Regions from separate parts of the Mus musculus genome. Here region 2 is linked to region 1. The links are chromatin contacts, called in public Hi-C maps. All regions are on one chromosome and are shown on one strand. Each heading gives the region's core, a stretch centred on a gene start, on an enhancer-like site or on the middle of the called end of the contact. The rest is flanking DNA. Distances are from core to core; before and after follow the strand shown. Region 1 overlaps Mipep (mitochondrial intermediate peptidase). Region 2 overlaps Tnfrsf19 (tumor necrosis factor receptor superfamily, member 19).

What was found. A called contact is a pair of places that touch in the nucleus more often than the background predicts.
Region 2: a contact with region 1 is called in a Hi-C map of uterus, with 2.1 times the contacts expected there. The contact joins two enhancer-like sites. A contact is called at or near these places in 7 of 484 Hi-C or Micro-C datasets (cerebral cortex, embryonic fibroblasts, embryonic stem cells and 4 more), 4 of 115 datasets of contacts at active chromatin or transcription factors (astrocytes, embryonic stem cells and neural tube) and 3 of 9 other capture datasets (embryonic stem cells, embryonic tail and embryonic trunk).

Annotation. Positions count from the first base shown.
Region 1 is chr14:60,805,680-60,810,160 of GRCm38.p6, forward strand. It overlaps Mipep (mitochondrial intermediate peptidase), which reads left to right. Exons shown (of 19, transcript NM_027436.3): 8 at 3,289-3,337. Among named protein-coding and RNA genes, the nearest start is that of Mipep, 23 kb to the left of the region's middle. Within about 2 kb of position 1,377, at least 29 of the 459 cell types and tissues checked have an H3K27ac peak or open chromatin away from gene starts, as enhancers often do. A contact at or near this core is called in uterus, where this site is marked.
Region 2 is chr14:61,009,841-61,014,710 of GRCm38.p6, forward strand. The region is part of intron 3 of Tnfrsf19 (tumor necrosis factor receptor superfamily, member 19); the gene reads right to left. Among named protein-coding and RNA genes, the nearest start is that of Gm41167, 26 kb to the right of the region's middle. Within about 2 kb of position 2,786, at least 149 of the 459 cell types and tissues checked have an H3K27ac peak or open chromatin away from gene starts, as enhancers often do. A contact at or near this core is called in uterus, where this site is marked.

The DNA of each region.
Region 1 (4,481 bases), core at 127-2,626:
GATCACTGTAGACACATGGCCGTGGGCTGAGGGCTCTGAGATACAAATGTAAAGTTGAAATATTTACTCAAAGGCATGGGACTGCATGAGGTCACTAAGGGGTATGTGCAGGAGGAACAGAAGGAACTGGCTCGGGGCAGCTTTGAGGTCAGGCTGCAAGGAAGAACCAGGAGTGCTCTGAGGAGTGGTAGAACAGTGGCTAAGAAAAGGAAGTGGAGTTTGTTCTTCTAAGGAGAGCAGAGGGACACCCTGACTTGAATCCAGTGGCAGGGCAGTGAGGAGAGGACTGGGGACTGGCCGTTGGCCCTGCTGGGCTTATTAGAGTTCATGGGACTCACAGCAGCTAAAATCAGAACCTATCTGTGGCAAGCAGGTGCCTGCCTGCCAAGTGGTTGGTATGGTGACATTTTGGGAGAAACTGCTGTACACAGTCACAGGAGATGTGACCTGTGTCCTTGAGGATTAAAGTTTACAGCCAAATGATTAGTAGAGACAACAGTATTAATTTAGCAGGTGGCTGTTTGTCAACTGATTAGATGGCTTGTGAGTTTCAGGACAGTGATGACATTGAAGAAATGGTGGGCTTTCACAGAGCAGGGCAGGAGAGGGACTGCGCTTACAGTGGCCATCCAATTGGTGGTGAGTCAGAGACAGCCACGTAGTGAGCGGGCATCGGGTTTATTTTTAGGGAGTCTCACATTCAATGGTGTATATTTGTGAACACACACACACACACACACACATACACACACACACACATGTATGTGGAGGCCTGAGGTAGATGCTTGGTGTTTTCCTCAGTTGTTCTCCACTTTATTTTTTGAGACGTGGTCTTTTCCTTGAACCTAGACCCAGTTGGGCTGGACTGTCGGGCCTGCAATCCCCAAGGAACCTCATGCCTTCAATTCCCAGTGCTGGGGTTGTAGGCGAGTGCTGCTGCATCTCTCTCTCTCTCTCTCTCTCTCTCTCTCTCTCTCTCTCTCTCTCTTTCTCTCTCTCTCTCTCTCTGTGTGTGTGTGTGTGTGTGTGTGTGTGTGTGTGTGTTTCCTGTGTGATGTGGAGGCTGGGACTCAGGTCCTCATACCCACATGGCAAGCACTTTACTAACTATGTCATCTCCTCCATCAGTCTTTTTAATATACTGTTTCCAGACTCTTCACATATCACCAGGAAAAAATATGGGTGACTGAGTAAAACATGACGGTGTGGAAATCAAACGCATATGGGGAAGTTTATTTGGAACTGTTGTCTGTGGTAGCTGAGATGTGGGAGAGCTTTGAGCTTCGGATGCAGGCTCTTGTCTCCTTTTCAGAGTCTGACGCGGTTAACTTGGCACCCGGGAGAGTGAGTGTGAGACCGTGAAGATGACAGGGCAGGGAGCTGGTTGCGGTGTAGGTCAGCCCCACTCTCTGTGTAGCCTCTCGTTTGAGTCAGAAAGGAGATAGCTTAAAGAGAGGGCAGGAAATTAAACCCGTAGAGAGGATCATCTGGAAAATATAAAGGCTGTGTTTGTGGCTGACTGGAACACACATAAAAGCATTGCTCGGGCTCTGAGGGCAGAAGGCAGCATGGGTTACTTCCATGGGAACCGAGGGGCTCTGCTGTTTGACCTCATGGGTCCCCACTGCTGCTGACTGTGGTGGAAGAACTGCAATGAGCACTGGAGGCCGATCGGAAGACCTTGTTTAGTTATGCTTGATGTAGATCCTGGGTAGGTTATTTACAGCTGTCTGTAAATGAAGAGCAGTGACCCAGGGAAACTTGGCTTTTTGGAGAACCATTTTTCTAAACCTTGCTGATATCATTTATGTCTTTATCGGTGTATATTATTTAAGGTGATAGTTTCAGAGGCTTGTTTTGTTTAAATGTCATGAACTTTGACCCTCTTCATTTCCTGTTACCCTCTCCTGTGCCCCTCCCCCTTACTGTGAGCTCCCTAACTCTTTTCAGATAATCCTCCTTTCTGTGTTCATGTATGTCTACAGTTACTTTGCTTAATAACACGATTTGAGGACATTCTTGGGGCTGGGGGTACCTAGGAGAAGTCAGAGTGGGGAGTGGAGTTGGCTCTGATCAAAATACATTGTTTATATGTGTTAAATTCTCAAAGAAGAAGTTAAAATTTTAAATGACTTATCTCCAGTTCCATCCAGTTTCCTGAAGATGACATAAGTTAATTCTTTATGCCTGAGTTTTCTCTGTCTGTCTGTCTGTCTGTCTGTATTTCTTTCTCTCTTATTTCTTTATTATTTCATCTATTGATTGGCATCTAGACGGTTCCTGTAATTTGGCTATAATTGCTGTGGAACGCTCACTGACTATGCTGGATAGCACACAAGACAGGTGTGCTGGGCCTACTGGTGGTTCTCTTAGGTTTTGAGGTCCCTCCACTGCTGATGTCTAGAGTCACACCAGTTTACAGCACCAGCAGTGGTAAGGACTCCTCCCTGCCCATTCAGATAGTATGCAAAAGAGTGTTTATTCTGTAGAAGCAACCAGCATACGGAGGTCAACCATTCTTTGAAATGGCGACTCCAGATAAAGGCACATAGGCCTTCTTAGAGGGAACTGGGGAAACTCTCTAGAAGGATTTCATTAGTGAGTGCTCGGGGGGCAGGGGGGGTCACAGGTACTCAGTGGAGTGGACTACATTCCTGTGTCATGGATGTTAAATCATGTGTGGTCGGTGGTCTGTATTTCTATGTCACAAATGTTCAACCATGTGATAACATAGGGCTGCCCAGCACAGATGGCCCATTCTGAGATAAGCTATTTCCCCATCTCTGTGGTTATCCCCAGGCTGTTCTTCGGGAAGGGGTTTTCTGCTTGTTCTGGATTTTATGGTCTCTTCCTAGAGCTGTTCTTATGATCTAGTTTCTGGGACTTACGGTCTATTCCTGAAGCTAGTGCCTTATGGTCTCTTTTTAAATCAGGCCTGGTCCTCAAAATGGAGACAAATGGGGTCCTTGAGTGGGGGCAAATGGGCTTTGTGATATCCTTTCAGGTTGTTTTCCTTTTGCCTTCCGTCCATGCTCTTAACATTGATTGTAGTCTAAGGCTTTAGACTAGTATAGTACTCTGTAAATTTAATTTGTTTTTCCCAGGAGATAATCAGTGTCTAGAAATAAATGGTCATTTTCCAGTCATATAGAGATAACTCTGCCTACCTTGAAAATGATCACTTTAGGGGAGAGTACATGTGTGAAAACCCTCACATTGCAGTTTTAACATATATGTCCATGTTATTTCACGTAATTGAAGGCGTTTTCTTTTGGATTTCATCTCTAGAGACTGTCATGCAGTTCCTTGAGAAGCTATCTGAAAAGCTCTCTGAAAGGTTAGTCTGAATTCTATTTAATATTTCAGTTGTACAACCAGCTTATGTGTGCAGTGTATGTTTTTATGTTCGTGTCTATGTTTGCATGTATTCCCATCTGACCATGTGTGCAGGTGGACGCTTGCGTCAGTGGGGAGCGCCCTCTATCAGTCTCTACCCTATACATTGAGACACTTGAACCCAGGGCTTGTCAATTCAGGTAGTCCAGCTAGCCAGCTGGCTCCAGGGATCCCTTATCGCCTCTTCTTAAATGCCTGTCTGGCATGTCATGCACCTAGGGTCCTCTCTACATGTGTGCACCATCTAAGATGTCTCCTCAATTTCTACAGTTAAAATTTTTTAAAAAGAGGTTTGTTTTACCAATTAAGACTTAATTTACTGAGAATGTCAGTTTAAATGTGAGTCAGAGCTGTTGGCAAGAGATGCTTCCCCAAGAAGATGTTGAGGGCAGCAGTCCCCCTGAGGTGCTCATCTTGGAACTTAGCCAGTTCTCTTCAGCAACCCACTTTCTTCAGCAACACCTTTCCAAAATGCTCTTTTGTTTGTTTGTTTTTGTTTTTGTTTTTGTTTTTGAGACAGGCTTTTTCTGCAGTTCTGGCTATCTGCAGCTCGATCTATAGACCAGGCTGACCTTGAACTCACAGAGATCCCCTGCCTCTGCCTCCTGAGTGCTGGGATTAAAGGTGTGCACCACCACCTTCCCTGCCCAACATGTTGTTGAGACCATTTATTTTGAGACCATGTCACTAATGATACCAAACTCACAATACAGCATGTCTCTTGGGGGTAAATACAGAGAACTTGGATGCAGTGGATTTCTGGATTTGGAATTCTTGTAAGGATTCTCTGCCTTGGTGTTTATAATAGCACACTGCATTCCGCTTCCTACCCCCATACCTGGTGGTGGTCTCCTCGGTACCTTGCTGCTGTCTCTGCCCTTCCCTCCGGTTTTTGCCTTCAGTGATCTCTCTCCCAGCACTCAGAGGAGGCGTGGCCACCTTGCCCTTTTATAGCCTGGGTTCCGGCAAGAGGTGCGCTATGGTTTAGAAGAGGTGCGCTATGGTGCGCTATGGTTTGGAGAAGGTGTGCTGTGGTTTGGACATTCAGGCCTGTGGTCTCTTGTCTGCCTCACAAAGCTGACTTA
Region 2 (4,870 bases), core at 1,536-4,035, 210 kb after region 1:
AAGGCCACTGGACCTATTGTGAGTCAGACTTCAGCCAAAACTACCTTAAACTTAGCCGGGCATGGTGGCACATGCCTTTAATCCCAGAAAATCTGATGGTTTCCTTTCTACCAAGTGTTCAGTTATCCTTGTAAAGGCTATAGGTCCCTCTTGGGAAGGCCAGAGAAAGGCTAACAGTAAAACTCTTGGGTATTTTATCAATGTCCTTCCTTGGGGATCCTGGCCATTCTTTCAATCAAAGAGTTCTGGATCTGCAAACTTGTCACGTCTGGAAACTGGTTATAGACTGAGATTCCCTTCTATCATGATACAATGTAACCTTTCATTTGTTTGAGGGTTTTTTCCCCCCACTTATACAGATCAAACAAAAATACAGTAGACTTCTCCTTTATTTCATGCCTGGAAACACCATGATTGACAAGCCAATACCAAAGGTCCTACAAGTTATACCACCATTACAGTCATTCTGCCCATTATGTGTCAGGCCAGTATGGACATTGCTTTGTCTGTGCTGGTCATTACAATAACTATGATCACCTCGCCTTTGACCATTCAGTACTGTCACCTGGCCCCTGCCAAGTCAGGATCCAGCTAAGCCTATTGTATTGAATTTATCCAACTGAGCAGCAGCATCTCTGACCCTAAAGTCTAGCACACACACACACACACACACACACACACACACACACACACACAAGGTTGATGACAAAACTCAAGCCAGCCCAAGGACAGACTGCCTGTGATAGAAGCTAGCCATACAGGATGGGCAGAATCATCCCAGAATTCACTAATTATCACCTTCCCCTTTAGGCTACCACTGTAGTCCAATTTCGCTTCTAACAGCCAATCAGCTTCCTGTCTCAGCTTCCTGCAGGGATTACGGTGTTAGCCACTACATCCTCAAGTGTACACACATCCTCACATGAAGCCTGCACATGCTTCAGAGATAGTTAGAGTGGGAAAAGATAGAAAGTCCATCAGGCTCTTCCCAGTGTGGGGATGGAGGCTAGGACCTCATATGTGTTAAGTAAATACTTATCACAGAGCTACGTCTCCAGCCCAGTGGTTAGTTTTATTTTCCGGCTGCATCTCACTAAGCACTCCAGACTGCCCTTGAACTCACAGTGCTTCCTCGTAGTCATCCATCAACGCTGGCTCTTTCTACCCCCTCTTCCAAGATGATCCCAGAGCCTTGAGAGACAGGGGAAGCTATCGATGTCCCACGTAAGGCTAATACTCCCTAGTCTCTTAATTATGTATGCTGACAAGTTATGGGTCTCTGCGTTAACTGCCATCTACTTCACAAAGAAACTTGGTGGGGTTTGGAAGGGGAACTGGCTTATGAGCATAGCCATAAGTTGCTAGGAGTTGTTTTACTACTATGTCCATTTAGCAGAATAATGGTAGCAAGTTCTTCTCTAGGGCCTATGACCTATCTAGCTTCAGATTCATGGCCCTGATAATGGTGCCAGGCATGGGTTCTGTCTCACGACACAGGCCTTAAGTTCAATAAGAAAGTGGTTACTTTATGGTATCTCACAGGATTTCTTACTTTTCTCCTCTGGTATTATGCAGAACACCTTCTGGCAACACGAAAGCTGGCTGAAGGTCTGAATTCTGCCAGTCAGTACCAGATTGATTTCCGCCACGTATTCCAAATGAAACCCACATCTGCAGATTCAAAGCTAACATCTGTATATGAAAGACAATATGAGAGGTTTGTTTTTCTGGATCTTGGTTACCTCACTCCAGATGACCGTTTTCTAGTTACCTCCATTTCCCTACTTTCATTTTTCTTAAAAGCAAAATAATATTTTATTGTTTAAATGTGCTACATTTTCAGTATTCATGCCTCAGTTGATAGACAGTTAGGCTGTCTCCAGTCTCTGGCTGTTAGGGATAGAAAGCGCCATCAGTAAGCTTGACTGAACAAGTGTCGATGATGAAGGACACCCTTTGGGTATGTGCGCCAAAGTAGTGTAGTGGGATCATACGGTGGGTCTATTTCTAGCTTTTTTGAGAAACTGCCACACTGATTTCCATAACCGCTACATGAGTTTGCATACCCATCAGCAGCGAATACGGGCGCTCTTCTCCCACCCACCAACAGTCAGCATTTGTTATTTTGTTGTTATTATTAAACCTCCCCATTCTAATTGGGGTAAGGCAAAGTCTCAAGTTGGTTTTGATTTATAGTTTTGGGGTGGCTATAGATCAACCACTCTCTTCATCTTGAGTACCTTGGCTACCTGATGTTCTGGATAAAGCCCAGACAGGGCAAAAAGGATGCAAAAAACCCCACCATAATCTGAGGAACTAGCTCACAAGTTAGAATTCCTTTAAAGTTGTTAACAGAGATTGTCTACTGGCCAGCAGCGGTCATCTCTGATGCTTTGAAATTTTTTTTTTATTTATTTATAATTCTACCATTTAAAGTTCAGTGCTTGCAAGACCATCTGTCCTCCTTGAAATCAGAACAATCATAAAGATAGGCATTCAGAAGGAAGTTCTTTGGACTGAGGGGTCTTTGCAGGAGGTCATTGTTCCAGGCTTTGCTGCTTTGTATGGGGCTTGTGGCTGCACTGTGGACAGACTCGTGTTTTTGCTGAGCACTTCTGCTGCTTAGAGCACCAGGAGGAGCTTGCAAAGGCTTTCCTTGAGCACAGAGGGGCCTCCCCCACAAGCACCTCCCGGGATCAAAGCGCTGCACACGTGACCTTCGGGGGCGGGTGCCACATTGTTCACATGAGAAGCTTCTCAAAGGCTCCAGCCCGAGCAGAGCGTTTCAAAGTCAGGCTTTGATCCTGGCAGCCAGGACTGTCAGGGACCCATGTACAAGTTAGGACACAACAAAAGAGGGAGGAGAAAGGAAGGGGAGAGAGGCGGAAAGAGGGGGAAGGAGAGGAGGGAGAACGAGTGTGTTAACTCAAAAGACATGAGGCGTTTCTTCTCAGGCCAGCATTGAAATAAGAAGCAAAATGAACACGATTTCCTACGTTGGCTCCAACACTGTGTGGGCTGGTGCGCCAACTCGGCCACTTGCTGGCTAAGTAATTCTGGGAACTCGGATCCTCCGTCTGCTTGCTGGTGAGATGGGAATAGTGATATCTGCCCTACGGGGTTGTTCTGAAGAATAAGTGGGAAAACATATAAAGCCTAAATCAAGCACAGTGGGCACCCATTAAACAAATTATACCGATGGCTATTATTACTTTGGATTTTCTACAGACCAATAAATCAACTCTCCTGATTAAACTTTAATAACATATTTGGGTGGTGGAGGCAGGAAGGTTGTGTGTTCAGGCCAGCTGACACAGTATAGTAAACTCCTGAGTGCAATTTCATCTTGTAAAGAACTTGCGTAGCTTATGCACAACCCTGGGCTCAAACCTCATGGGTGGGGAACGGGGGAGGACAATGAGGCTTCCCTGGAGAACACGCTCAGGTTATCGAATCCTAACTTTTTCTAGTTTACTTGAGATGTACCTCTTTCTATCTAAAGCATCTTATGGGGGGAATCATCATCCTAAAATGCATTACAAGTTTTCTACATCAAAAAAACAAAAAACAAAAACAGAAACAGAAACAAAACAAAAAAAAAAACAAAAACATCTCAACCACCATTCAGTGCAACTGGACTTCACTCTGCGGAGTCACCTGCTTGACTGTTTCACAGATGTGGCACCAGCGTCTACCCTGCAGCTGTACTGACTTCAAGGCTCAGGCAGACAGCCCACTGTCACTCCTGACTCCTGCAGAGACAATTCCCTCCACATTCCACCCCCTCCCACCACGAAGAACCAGATGCATGCTCCAAGGGGACAAAAAGACCAGCAAGACACCTCTAACCGTGGGAGATCTTTTACACAGTTTGTACCACATAAGTAGCATTGTGACCAATGTGTTCATGCCATATAGTTTCCTGTGTCATGTATACTCACGGTACTTTTATACAATGAGCATCTCTTAAAATGTGCATGTGCTCATGATGTATGTGTGTGCATGCATGTGTGTGTGCATGTATGTGCAAGTGTGTACGCGTGTGTACACATATGTGTATATTCCATTTTACACTAGGCCCAATCATACATAAAGGAGCAACCAGGTTGCAGAGCCTCATGCTTCACTCTCCTTACTGGATGCCAGCCTTCTGTGTTCAAATTCACAGATTCTGGGGACAGCAAGAGCCATTTTCACTGGGGTGGCTTTAAGGGAATGAAAACCTATCTCCATACCAATTGTGCCACACACCTTAAATCCCAGCACTTGGGAGGCAGAGGCCAGAGGATCTTTGTGAACTGGAGGCCAGCCTGGTCTACAGAGAGAGTTAGAGGGCAGCCAGGGCTACATAGAGAGTCCTGTCTCAAAAAAGGAAAGAAAGAAAGAAAGAAAGAAAGAAAGAAAGAAAGAAAGAAAGAAAGAAAGAAAGAGAGAGAGAAAGAAAGAGCCTATATTCAATATAACTTGTAAAATGACACCCATGAAATAGCTATCATATTGTGTTCTGGGAACTCTAACGATGTTTATTTAAAATATACTTTCTTCGAGACTTTTTATTTTTAGAAAACTCGTCTGATATTATTGTTAAATTCATTAAAACAAAACAAAACAAAACAAAACAGCTCTAGTTGGTTCATGACAAGCTAATTGGTGGTGTGAGCTCAGTTTGTAATTCCACACATGGAATTAGGTAGAAACTTTGAATTAACTGGAAATCCAGGGAACCTGTTTCCAAGGAATGAGATCAGTGTGTGCTGCTGCATCTCTGAGCGGCCACACATCCAAAGCACCATAAACACGGAGCACTGTAATTACTCGTAATCCAGGCGGTACGTAAACAGAACATAAATATTAAATTATACCCCCTTGC